Regions from separate parts of the Mus musculus genome. Here regions 2, 3 and 4 are each linked to region 1. Evidence: chromatin contacts called from public Hi-C and HiChIP or PLAC-seq data. All regions are on one chromosome and are shown on one strand. The core of a region is the stretch at or near the end of the contact, and the rest is flanking DNA. Distances in the headings are between cores, read along the strand shown.

Evidence for each region. A called contact is a pair of places that touch in the nucleus more often than the background predicts. HiChIP or PLAC-seq counts read pairs in DNA pulled down with a chosen protein or histone mark.
Region 2: a Hi-C map of uterus shows a contact between it and region 1, with 2.1 times the contacts expected there. The contact joins the enhancer-like site here to the promoter of Carmil1 in region 1. A contact is called at or near these places in 11 of 39 promoter capture datasets (the HPC-7 cell line, HPC-7-derived erythroid cells, cranial neural crest and 7 more), 1 of 15 datasets of contacts at CTCF or cohesin (CD8 T cells), 7 of 484 Hi-C or Micro-C datasets (the HL-1 cell line, Th1 cells, cochlea and 3 more), 11 of 115 datasets of contacts at active chromatin or transcription factors (SST interneurons, differentiating embryonic stem cells, embryonic hindbrain and 7 more) and 2 of 9 other capture datasets (adipose tissue and liver).
Region 3: an H3K4me3 HiChIP or PLAC-seq map of embryonic limb bud shows a contact between it and region 1, with 4 times the contacts expected there. The contact joins the enhancer-like site here to the promoter of Carmil1 in region 1. A contact is called at or near these places in 10 of 39 promoter capture datasets (the C10 cell line, the HPC-7 cell line, cranial neural crest and 6 more), 3 of 484 Hi-C or Micro-C datasets (bone marrow-derived macrophages, embryonic fibroblasts and nephron progenitors), 14 of 115 datasets of contacts at active chromatin or transcription factors (SST interneurons, bone marrow-derived macrophages, craniofacial prominence and 9 more) and 3 of 9 other capture datasets (adipose tissue, embryonic stem cells and liver).
Region 4: an H3K4me3 HiChIP or PLAC-seq map of bone marrow-derived macrophages shows a contact between it and region 1, with 5 times the contacts expected there. The contact joins the enhancer-like site here to the promoter of Carmil1 in region 1. A contact is called at or near these places in 20 of 39 promoter capture datasets (the 3T3-L1 cell line, 3T3-L1-derived adipocytes, the C10 cell line and 14 more), 2 of 15 datasets of contacts at CTCF or cohesin (both in the NIH/3T3 cell line), 27 of 484 Hi-C or Micro-C datasets (the AML12 cell line, the AtT-20 cell line, the C2C12 cell line and 18 more), 19 of 115 datasets of contacts at active chromatin or transcription factors (the NIH/3T3 cell line, bone marrow-derived macrophages, craniofacial prominence and 13 more) and 4 of 9 other capture datasets (adipose tissue, embryonic stem cells, liver and 1 more).

The regions. Positions count from the first base shown.
Region 1 is chr13:24,279,519-24,282,301 of GRCm38.p6, reverse strand. It overlaps Carmil1 (capping protein regulator and myosin 1 linker 1), which reads left to right and starts at 1,512. Exons shown (of 38, transcript NM_026825.3): 1 at 1,512-1,741. The coding sequence starts at 1,702.
Region 2 is chr13:24,134,020-24,136,919 of GRCm38.p6, reverse strand. All of the region lies in intron 11 of Carmil1 (capping protein regulator and myosin 1 linker 1), which reads left to right. Among named protein-coding and RNA genes, the nearest start is that of Gm33573, 44 kb to the left of the region's middle. Within about 2 kb of position 1,344, at least 66 of the 459 cell types and tissues checked have an H3K27ac peak or open chromatin away from gene starts, as enhancers often do. A contact at or near this core is called in cochlea, cortical glia, forebrain and 1 more, where this site is marked.
Region 3 is chr13:24,066,337-24,069,299 of GRCm38.p6, reverse strand. Carmil1 (capping protein regulator and myosin 1 linker 1) reads left to right here. Exons shown (of 38, transcript NM_026825.3): 29 at 2,081-2,168. Among named protein-coding and RNA genes, the nearest start is that of Scgn, 77 kb to the right of the region's middle. Within about 2 kb of position 1,454, at least 8 of the 459 cell types and tissues checked have an H3K27ac peak or open chromatin away from gene starts, as enhancers often do. A contact at or near this core is called in craniofacial prominence and embryonic limb bud, where this site is marked.
Region 4 is chr13:24,093,964-24,096,663 of GRCm38.p6, reverse strand. It overlaps Carmil1 (capping protein regulator and myosin 1 linker 1), which reads left to right. Exons shown (of 38, transcript NM_026825.3): 22 at 2,094-2,266. Among named protein-coding and RNA genes, the nearest start is that of Gm33573, 85 kb to the left of the region's middle. Within about 2 kb of position 1,408, at least 67 of the 459 cell types and tissues checked have an H3K27ac peak or open chromatin away from gene starts, as enhancers often do. A contact at or near this core is called in the C2C12 cell line, the CH12 cell line, the G1E-ER4 cell line and 5 more, where this site is marked.

The sequences.
Region 1 (2,783 bases), core at 263-2,762:
GGAAACTAAACATTGTTCTTAGAAAAGCAAGGTCCATAGCAGTCTTCAAAACCAGACTACCAACTCAGCCTAATAGCACATGCCAGGATCCTGGCACCTGGAGGCCGAGGCAGGAGAACTGTGGCCTAGCCTACCAGTGAGACACTTAAAAAAAAAAAAAAAAAAAAAAGGAAAAAAAAAATCAAACCACCAATAGTAGACTTAACAGTCAGATGTTTCCCTGTGACACCGGCACTCTGAAAGGCAGAGGGAGACAGATCTTTGCTTTGTAGACATGACAAGCTTGGTCTAGTTAGCAAGTTCCAGGCCAACCTGGGTTACATATTGAGACCCTGTCTCAAAAACTAACCCACCCACCCATCCACCAACCAATACAACTACAATAACAGAACCTAAGCTGCCAGAGGCCAGTGTTTCCCCCTCTTTTCCCCTCTCCCTCTTTTCAACCCTTTAAAGCAGGAACCTGATTGGTCAGTCAGGGACATTCTCTTTGGGTGATGGAAGTGCACATAAGTACTCCAGAACCTGAGATCTTTCCTCTGGGAAGGTTGGATGGGTTGGGTAAAATTGAATCAGATTTAGCAGCAGGAATATTCCAGCTTTTGGCAACCATGTCTGGTCCTCCGATTTGCCCCAAGCTTAAGGAGACTGGGTCGCCATTAAAAGGCATTTTCCAAAGGGGCCCCTGTCTTGCCATCTTACGGTTGTCTATTGATTGCATGTAGCTCTTAATCAACATAGATGGGGAATTAACAATGAGGGTGCGAAGACACAAGGCTCAGCGGGGCCCGAGATCCAGAAGTGCACGAAAGGATCTCAGAAAGCACTAGCTTCCGCGCTGGGGGCTCTGCAGCTCTGAGCCTCAGGGTCCATTGGCCTGCCTGGATTTGGGGGATAAACCCTCGCGCAGCCCGGGCCCTCCACGCTGGCAGCCAGCAGATGGCTCTCGGGCTCTCTCAACTGCACGGTCTATCCCTCTCCAGACGCAAGCGTCTGCTGCACCGAAGCGAGGCTGCGAGGAGGGGCGCCGAGCCCGGCGCCGCCGCAGCAGTCAAGGCAGCAGCCACCGCAGCCAAGCACCGCGTCGGTCCCCGGGCTGTGCCCCGCGCCGGGCACCGTGCGCCCAGGCCCGGAGGCCGGCCGGGGACCCGTGCGGAGGCCGCTCTCGCGAGGCGGGGAGGAGACGCAGGGGGACCAGGAGGAGGAGCAGGAGAGGGTGAAGGAGAGGAGGAGGAGCGGGAGAAGGGGAAGGAGGAGAGCAGAGCCGGCCCGCCCCTGCCCAGCCCAGCCCGCAGGAGGCCGAGACCAGCCAGGCGGCCCAACCCTCGCCTTCCGCTTCACCTACGCCCAAGGTGCGGCGCAGAGGCCGGGCTGCGCGGCGCCCGCCCGGGAAGAAGCCGGTGTTGCAGCCGCCTTGCGTTCGGCCCCTGAAGCAGCGAGCCGAGAGGGAGGCATGTAGCGACGGCCGCAGAGCCAGCTCGGATTTTCAACTCTTAGGATTTTTTTTTTTTTTTTTTTTTTTTTTTTTTGGTACTGCGGGCGCGCGGCAACCTTGGATCAACGCCCCGCTGCTCCGGCCGGCCCACTCTTTCCTTGCAAGCTGCGGCTTCCTCGCGGAAACATTAAAGGGTCTGAAGAAGGGCGCGGGGCCGAGAGTCAGAGAGTGGGACCCGGGATCTCCCCGCGCCCAGTGGGGCAACCATGACCGACGAGAGCTCCGATGTCCCCCGGGAGTTAATGGGTAAGCTTGGCGCGGGGGCCGACTGGCCATCTTTCTCTGCGCACACCTCCTTTCCGCCTCCCTTCCCATCTCCGTCCTCTCGCAGTCTCCGCGCTCTCCTGCGCAAGTGGCGTGGGGCAGGGTCGCCGGGGGAGGGGGCGGGGTGGGGGGAGAGGCTAGAAGTTTGCTGGCCCGATGGCCGCAGGAACTGGGTGCAGAGAGAGAAGAAGGAGTGGAGAGGAATCTGGAGCCCTGGGGGACTCCACGCAGATCTCCCTGCTCAGCCCCACCAGGTGAGTCAGGTTGGCGGAAGATGGAGCTGGAGGGGCGTCCCTTCCAGTGGCCAACTCCCTGGTCCCAAACTCTGGAAAGTCTGGTAAAGCCTAGCAAGGAGGATGCCTGGCGACTGTAGGTTCCCTCGGGCTCATGTCAGGCACCCTCCAGGAAATTCCCGTTTGGGGCTGCCCCTCTTACTGACGGCCTCAGGGATGGAGGCGCCCGTCCAGCGTCAGGACCCAGCCTGACAAGGCGTGGCTTTGAGGATTGAGTTGGAAGCTAGAGGGTTACCCGGCCGATGCCTTCTCAGTCCAGGAAATGGAGGGTTAATGATAAACGCCTCATTTTAATAATGATTAACCTGCCGACCACCTTCAGTCTCTTTGGGAACACGTGTGTTACCCTGTGCCAGGTGACTGGTTTGCTTGAGGCCCTTATTGGGGGAGGGGGTGTCTTCTTTTGGAGCAGAGGGCAGAGAGAGCATTGCTTGGAATTTAAGTCCTGGAGCTTAGCTTTATCTGGAAAGGTTAAATGGCAGAAGACAAATGGGCTAGGAGCGCTGGAAACCAGCGCTTATGCTCGTGTGGAGTGCGTTGACTTGCACTAAGGTGAATATGACTTTATGGACGTACTTTGAGCTCCAGTGACTGGTATTCCCTGAGGAATACTGGGCACACACTTGATGTTCCCTGGATTCCCTGGGCGCTGACAAGGAGGGAACGTTCTCACCGATTCACCATAGTCTGGAATTTGCCCCTCTGCTGTCCACCCAGCATTGATACTTGAG
Region 2 (2,900 bases), core at 95-2,594, 150 kb after region 1:
ACCCACCCAGAGTCCTCCCCACATCTACCAGGAATTGTCCCTCACCCAGGTGGAGTTTTATACCCACACTCACCCTAAGCCCTCCTCGCCCTCGCTGTCAGCAGTAACTAACTTCCTTCGAGCTGTGGGACTCAGGATCCCTGTGCTTTTGCACAGGGTTGGTGGAGACCACCACCAGATCTGTCAGGCCCCTCGGTTTGCACCTTCCACCTCTCATGGCCCTTTGTGATGCAGAGCCAGCTAGAGCTTGTCTCAGAAGCCTTAGATTTTTTCCTATACCTCTATGAGAGGGTGACCCATTTAACACATACCCATCTGCCCCCCCCACCCCCTTTTTTTAAACAAGAGTTTTGTTTTGTAGCCTAGCCTGGTCTCAGATTTCTATTTTTGTACGTCTGCCTCAAAGATTCTGAGAATCCAGGCATGTGCCTTGATACAAATCCCTACCTCCCTTGTAGATATTGACCATAGAGCCTGTGCATGCTAAGTGCATGCTGAACTGCTGAGTGCCGTTCCCAGCCTATGGACTCTTTGCAGATGAACTTAGAGATCATTAATTTAATAATCGTGTGGTGAACCCCTCCGTCTGGCTCTGTAGGAAGTATTCACGAGGAGTCCAGTTTAGATCCCACCACACATGCCTTTGAGCACTTTGTAAGATTTGAATGCGTGCTTACAGTGAGGTTGAAGGACCCGGTTTATAAGGAGAATGATCTGTCATGCATGTTTGCATCTGGGGCTGGGGTACGACAGAGTGCTTGCCTAGCATGTGTGAAGCCCCGGGAACAATCCCCACCCCTACAAAACAAAAATGAAAATCAAAGGCAGGTGTTCGTAGGTAGCAAAGGCAGCGCCTGCCGTTGACACAGGAAGGGAAGCTCCTGGGTGAATTCTCCATCTTCGTCTCAACATTGATAGATGAGGTCGGCGTAGGAGTCACTCTGCCTCTGGAGGGAACATTTGTTTTCATTTGCTGTTGGAAATGTTTCCCAGGCTTGCTGAATAGGGCCTTTCATCTTTCAATGTTAGGTATTTGATGAGGATTAATTATTCAACTGAGCTGAGGGCACGGAGGCAGCGTGGCTTTTTTACTTTCTGACAGGGATGCTGCCTTGTGTGTAAAATGATTCCCTTGTAGCATTCACACGGAATGGGGTAACTTCCGTCATCTTGAGCAGGGAGTGTGAAGGAAGGTGGAGGCTGAAACCAAAACTAGGTCTTGTGGCAAGCAGCCTAAGAACGAGCCCAGACTGAAAATAAAGACACAGGGCTGGAGTGTGGAGTTCACGGGGGCGTTGTCATTTCTGTAGGGAAAACAGCCGTTCTCTCTGCCCGCTCTGTTAGAAGTGGCAGAGTGGGAATGAGGCAAAGTGGAATCTGGACACAGCACCTCCTATGGTCAGGGCAGCTGTATCAGGTTTGTTTGTAAGAGGCGGGGATCTGGCTGTATTTAGCGGCTGACAGGGCTGAGTCAGTACAGGGTCCCCAAGGAGGTGACCTTCAGAAGACAGGCTAGCAGGGCACTGTTAATCATTAGGGAAATGTAAATTAAAAGCACAATGAGGTACTATCACATAGCTAGTCATCTGGCTGTGATAAAAGTAAACGTCTTTGAGGGTGTGAGGAAAGGAAAATGTTTCCATTGCTGGTGGGATTGGAGAGGGATGCAGCCATTGGGAACCTAGAGAGACAGGGGTGGTTGGTTGTTTTGTTTTTCTTTTTCAAGACATGGTTTCAAGACAGGGCAGTCCTGTCTGTCCTAGAACTCACTTTGTAGACCAGGCTGGCCTCAAACTCCACCTGCCTCTGCCTCCTGGGTGGTGGGACTAACGTCGTAAGCCACCATGCCCGACTGAGTGAAAGCTTTTTAGAAGGTTAAACACAAATGTTCCAAATATCCTAGCAATTCTACTCTTGGCTATCACTCATAAGCAATGAGACAATCTGCACAAAGGCTCTGCTATAAGCACAGGTTTACAGGCATAATAGATCACACACACACACACACACACACACACACACACACTCTCTCACATACACACAGACAGGGACACATACACAAACACACACATACACACACACATACACACACACACACTTTCTCACACACTCACAGACACACACACATACAGACAGACACACTTTCTCACACACTCACAGACACATATATACATACACACACACACACACTTTCTCACACACTCACAGACACATACACACATATATACACACACACACTTTCTCACACACTCACAGACACACAGACACACACATACACATTTTCTCACACACTCAGACACACACACACACATACAGATATGCACAGCAGCAGTGTGGAACAGCCTAGGACTCATCAATGGGTAAGTTGAATGTGGCACATTTGTCCCAGCAGCAGTATGTTTAAACCTCAGAGGGGAGACACACCTAGAAGACCGTAAGTCAGTGTTGTGGGATTGGCAGGTGGAGGATGAGTCCCAGGCCCTTCCTCTCCTGACCTGTTTCCTTCACCTACTCATAGACAACTTGTCCCCTCGGTAGTGTTTCGTCTTTTAGGTTCTCACCTTGGAGCCCCTGCAACCCTTTCGTTTAATTTACTGTACTCTGCTTATGATATAACTAAGCATAGTTAGTTATACCCTATTCCTGCAGTACCCACAGCCTGTCATACCCGCTCTATAGCAGCATCCTCCTAGCCCTTAGATACACAGCAGCTAGTGTAAGACTGGTCATAAGCGATAAGTATCTTCCTTAAATGGAGTTTGAATTTGATGTCATTCTCCTATTTGCTTTTAAAAGTTGTTCTTGAAAGTCGTGGTGAAGTTTATAGAGGGTTCTTTTGTGTGAGTGAGAGTCTGTGCTCACCAAAGATGCCTTTTCCCTCCACCTTCTGCCCCAGGAGC
Region 3 (2,963 bases), core at 205-2,704, 210 kb after region 1:
CTCCTCCCTCTCCCTCCTCCCCCTACCTCCCTGACAGTTTTGTTGTTTTTGGTGTCTGGGTTATATTTGTTTGGTTTGGTTTGGTTTGGTTTGCTTGTTTTGATAAAGAGTCTTCAATCTATAGCCTAGGCTATACGGAAACTGTAGCCCAGACTAGCCTGAAGCTTACAGCAGTCCTCCTGCCTCAGACCTCTAGAGTGAGTTCCCATTCTATTGCCATATTTTTATTCCAGGTTTTGCAGTCTTTAGATATCTTTTTGGAATTTCTTGAGGAGTATGCCAAGATCTCAGTGTTCAGAAGATGTAATTACAAACTTGCTTGGATTTTCCCAGACCTCATGTCATCAGTGCTCCATTGTACTCAGTTCCTCTCTCTCTTATGCCTCTTCTCATTACCCTTCTTATTTGGGGATTGAGATGGCCGAACACCAAGTTCCAAAACATTTTAAGATTCCCCTTTTACCTACTTGTGAATATTGATAAAAAAAATATTCAGATGAGCAACAACATGCTAGAAGACATCAGAGACATCAAACAGTAGTGGCTTTTTAAAGTTTTCACTTTGGCACTACACCATGGAGTCCATAGACCACCCCTCCCCATCTCCAGAGAGAAGGAGAAAGATAAGTGTGAAGTGCTGAGCCTAGAGGGTTAGAAAGAGACATAATCTCAGGCATGGTAAATGAGAAGAAAGAGACATAATCTCAGGCATGGTAAATGAGAATCAGGAAATGCTTTTACCATCAAATTCCTGTGTCCTCTGGAAGTCCAGGTAGGACATTGGCCCATGTTTTTGGTATGAATCTCACCTGGATACCTCTGATGTGTTTAATTAAATGTCATGTCATTCTCCTCCTCCTCCTCCTCCTCCTTTTTAGGCAGGGTCTGTCTATAGTTTAGGCCAACCTTAGACTCATGTCAATCCTCCTGCCTCAGCCTACTGAGTCTAGGGATTCTGACTGTGAACCGTCACCTCCAGCTTAAAGTATTAGGTAATTAAATATGAGACCTTGTTTTGAGAACACAGAGTGGACTGGGCAGATTTACACATGCATCAGTGTTAGCCTCTCCTTCTGCACCCCTAGCAGTAACCATCCCGAGTAGGGACGTCTCAGTACCAACGGTCACACTTGGTTTACACGGATCTTCCCGTTGCACAAATACACATTCAACCTTGGCTTTTTAGGGTTAGGCAATTTTGTTTTAACAGCTCATTTGCCTGTTCTGAAAACTTAAAAAAAAAAAAATTATTGACTTCAAAAGCAGGCTAAGCTCCAAAGACAGTTCTAGACTGAGGTACACGTGACTGGCTTCCTAACACTTTCCTGGAGATCTTGGACACGCGAAGGCCTGCACTTTAAATTGGTTGATTCAGCCCTAAAGCTTGTGGACTGTGGAGCCCTGTGAATTGCTGGAATGTTAACCAGCACAGGAGCCATCTGGAAGGAGTCTGGTGACTGAGCCTGTCACTTAAATCCGCTAAGCCCCCTCTGTTGCTGGGGAATCAACTGGGCTCAGATTAAGAGGCATCAAACTAAAAATTTTAATAGCCTCTGTTACAGTGCGTTTTTAACGTTGCCAAGCGCGGTAGTGAGTCAAGGCAGAAAGAGAGTCACGGTTCCATGGGTGAGCATTTTATGTGCCGTGTGTGCACGTTGAAGGGATAACTGAGGCTTAATAGCCCAGACTAGACTTTCTGAATTCTCTGCAGTGCAGGCCAGCTCATGTCTGTTAGTAGATGCAATGTGCCGCATGGTCCTTGTGGTTCCTATTGAGTGTCTCTTCGTCCAGGTGTTTTCCATTTCTGCCGCTAAATCTTTCAAGCTGCAAATTCAAGAAGACAGGTTGACATTGACAATGGGCGCCTGATCCTTGTGTGTTTTACTGTGTTTAAGAGTTACTTTGGAGGAATCCTTAGTCCTATCCTCATAGTCTTTCCATTCCATTTTCAAAGATAGGAATGGAATCCCAGTTGGCCGATCGGCACAGCCTCACAGGTGCCCCCTCCCCCAGCCCCACCCCCATTCTTACTAAACCCCCAATACAAGTTAAAAAGCTTCCCTGCTCTTTGCTGTCACAGTGAGGTGAAGCTGACAGTGGCCTCGTTCTTGTCTGACCGGATCGTCGATGAGATCCTGGATTCTCTCTCCAGCAGCCATCGGAAGCTGGTGAGTGCCGGAGCAGAGCGAGGAACGAAACTTTGTCTTTTGGGTTCGGGGAAGGGGTGTGATTTCTTTTCTGTCTTCTCTCAGCATGATTGATAGGCGGAGAGCCTATCACTCCTCCTCCCTCTTCTCCTGCTTCTAGGCATCCTGGGATGCAGTAGATTTGAATGACCAGAAGTGAGCATTTCTAGAAATCTTGTCCAGTTTTAATGAAGGTCAAAGGTTTGGGTCTAAAACAAACATTTTTAGTTATATACTGTACATATGCTCATAATATTGCTTTGATAGGATTATTTCAGAATGAGTTTGGGGTTTTAAGACTGGTCTTAATTTTAGCTCAGACTGACCTTGAGGCAATCCTCCTGCCTCAGCCGCCTATGTTCTGTTATTACACATGTTACCCACTACTCCTTCCTCAGAATAGATAATCTCTTATGTTTATGTTAGCTATAGATAGATAGACAGACAGACAGACAGACAGCCCACATTAGTCTCAATTCTAGACATAGCCAGGGATGATCCTGAACTACTCATTCTCCTGCCTCCCCCTCCAGGATGTGTGTGCTGCAATGCCCGGCTAAGACTCTCCTTTAAAATCCAAAAGACAATTTTATCTATAGCAACAGTACTGCAAATGTTGCCTAGGGACCCTGCTGGCCCAGTAACACATTACCAGTCTGAATATTCATTAGTTAAGAAACCAGAAGAGGGCTACTAAGAAGTTTCCAGAACAATTCCACAGGACCACAATATTTGTTTAAGTACATGTTTTTTGTTTTCTAAATTCTTCTCTATTGT
Region 4 (2,700 bases), core at 159-2,658, 190 kb after region 1:
TATGCAATTCAAACACACACACACTGCCCCATTCTCATTATTCTTAAGTGTTAATTTGTGTACTAGAATTTGAATGTAGTGATAGAAGAGTAGCTTAAAGATCTGGCCATTTCCCAGTATGACAGAGAAGCCATGGTAGATCATTTTGGTAGTAGTGGAAGAGAGAGTGTAAAAATGGTGAGACATGACTACTGCTTTCCACGAGGTGGTGTTGCATGTTTTGTTTTGTTTTGTTTTGTTTTGTTTTGTTTTGTTTTTTATAACATTAGATTACCTGAGTCTGAACGTTTTCCATTGTTTTCCATTTATCTGAATGTAGAATAGTAAGAACACTGTTTACTTAGCTTTCTGGCTGAGATGCCATCGCCTTAACCACCAGCAGCAGTCTCTTTCTTGCTTGGGTCTGACTCTGACTGGTGTGCTGTTCCCTTCTGATTATCCTGGGCTAAGTCTGGTCAGCCACATGGCCCGAGAATGTCAAGAATGGTGGTATAGTCACTCTTCTAACTGAGTCACATGATAGTTCTCTGTTGATATTTGAGTGTTTTATTTTTTATCTTCTTCCTCTTTCTTCCTTTTGAAACAAGGCCTCATACAGTATAGTCTGGCCACAATTTATCCCCCTGCCTCTATCTCCCAGGTGCTCAGATTTCAGGTATGAGCTGCCATGCCTGACTGATGTCTAGATTTGAACTCCGTCCTCTTCACCCTGACCTTGTACATCATAGATAGAGACCTCTCTCTTTCATACACATAGGTGCATGATCAGTACAACCTGGTGGAGCAGGCACAGGTAGATCTTACGTTGTATTTGCTTGTTGTCATGGAAATCACTCAGCTTCTAGCCATTTACCTGCCTGGGATACCAGTGCTGCTTAAGGGAATGAGGCCAGAGGAGAACACTTCACATAACAGATGTCATTCCGCAGGTCTGAACTGGGACCTTTCATGCCTTGTTGGTGTATGTCTTGGGATTTACCCCTGCCTGCACTGAGTCTTGCAAACGCAGATGCCCACCGGACTAGGGGGGACAGTAGAGCAATTAGAAGGATTTGGGCACTGGAGGAAAGTCTATTTGGTGTTTGGTCATGTACCCTGAAGGCCAGACCAAACCTGTATCCAGCCTGAGTGGCTTTCAGTCTCTAGTTGGTGTAGATTCACATACGGTGTATGATCGTACAGATTTGACTTTTTGTTTCTTGAATCACAGGAATATCTTCTGATGGAAACTTAAGACACAGTTAAAGGATAATGACCAAAAATGTTCTAAAATAAGCTCCTTGGGGGTAGTGTTACATCTTTGTTGAGAGCACACACTCCAAAACTTGCTCCCACAAGCTGACTCTGATTCATCTCTGGACTAATGCTATGACTTTGTTTTGTTTGGCTGTATTGCTTTTTGGTAAGATAGAATACCATGCACCCCATGCTGGCTTTGAATATTTTATGGGACTAGCCTTGAACTTCTTATCCTTCTGCCCCTACTTCCCAAGAGCTAGGATTATAAACTTGTACACACACACACACACACACACACACACACATACACACACATACACACACACCACATGCCCGTCATCTTCTAACTGTGGGTTTGGTTGAGTTGCTTAACCCTTCTGTTTCTGGTGACTAAGGATGACAATCATGCCTCAGTACATAATGGTGTCTGAGAGGGTTAATTAAACCACACATGAAAAGAGGAAGCAGTGGTTGGGTATAGTAAATGCTTAGGAAATATTCATCGGCTGAACATTATTCATCTTGGGTATGTTTCATTTTGTATTCGGGCCCTGTCTTTTAGAGTTATTTTTCACGTATAGAAAAATAAATTGGGTAGAAAGGAATAATGCCTCAAGTGGGACACTTCTGTGACCTGTGGCTTGCCATAGAAGCAACAGATATTCATCAATTCATTCTGGAAGTCTATTTAATGTCAGAACCTTCCGGTTCCAACCTCACCCCTACCCATGGCTTTAGACAGCAATTCCCAAAGCAGACAGTTCAATGAGTCCTATTCTCAGTTCTCTGTGGAGAGTTGGGAAAGTGGTCATTGCTTTGATGAAGCCATTCAGTGCTGTGTGCCCCACCCCCAGCCTCTGCAGTCGTTGTCCCTGGCTGACTCAAAACTCAAGGCTGAGGTCACCATCATCATCAATGCCCTGGGCAGCAACACCTCCCTGACCAAAGTGGACATCAGTGGGAATGGCATGGGGGACATGGGAGCGAAGATGCTGGCCAAGGCTCTCCAGATCAACACCAAACTCAGGTAGGCACCAGTGTCCTGACCCTGAGGGTTTGCTGCTCCTTCTAGGGTAGTCTGGGTCTCCCAGGATACCCGCTGGGAAGAAATTTTTACCAGAGTACTTGGTTGGGACTCTTGAAACACATAGTATTTCCACTGATGTTTGACTTTACAAGTCCTCTGTGATGTAAAACCCTGACAGATTGTTGTGGTTTCTTTCTCAATGTAGTCTTGACACCTAACCAGGGAGATAATGTCAATAAGAAGCAGGGATCTTTGCAGGCCATGCTGTGGGAGCAGACCTAGACAATCCATGTCTTTTAGTGACAGGCCATGTTTTAAGAGTTGCATCCTCAGGTGATATAGCTATGCAGGCATCACAGAGGTACTTACACAAAGAAACTGTCCATGATATCCCTGGGCTATATAGTTAGTGGTTCATGTTCTTATTTGGAACA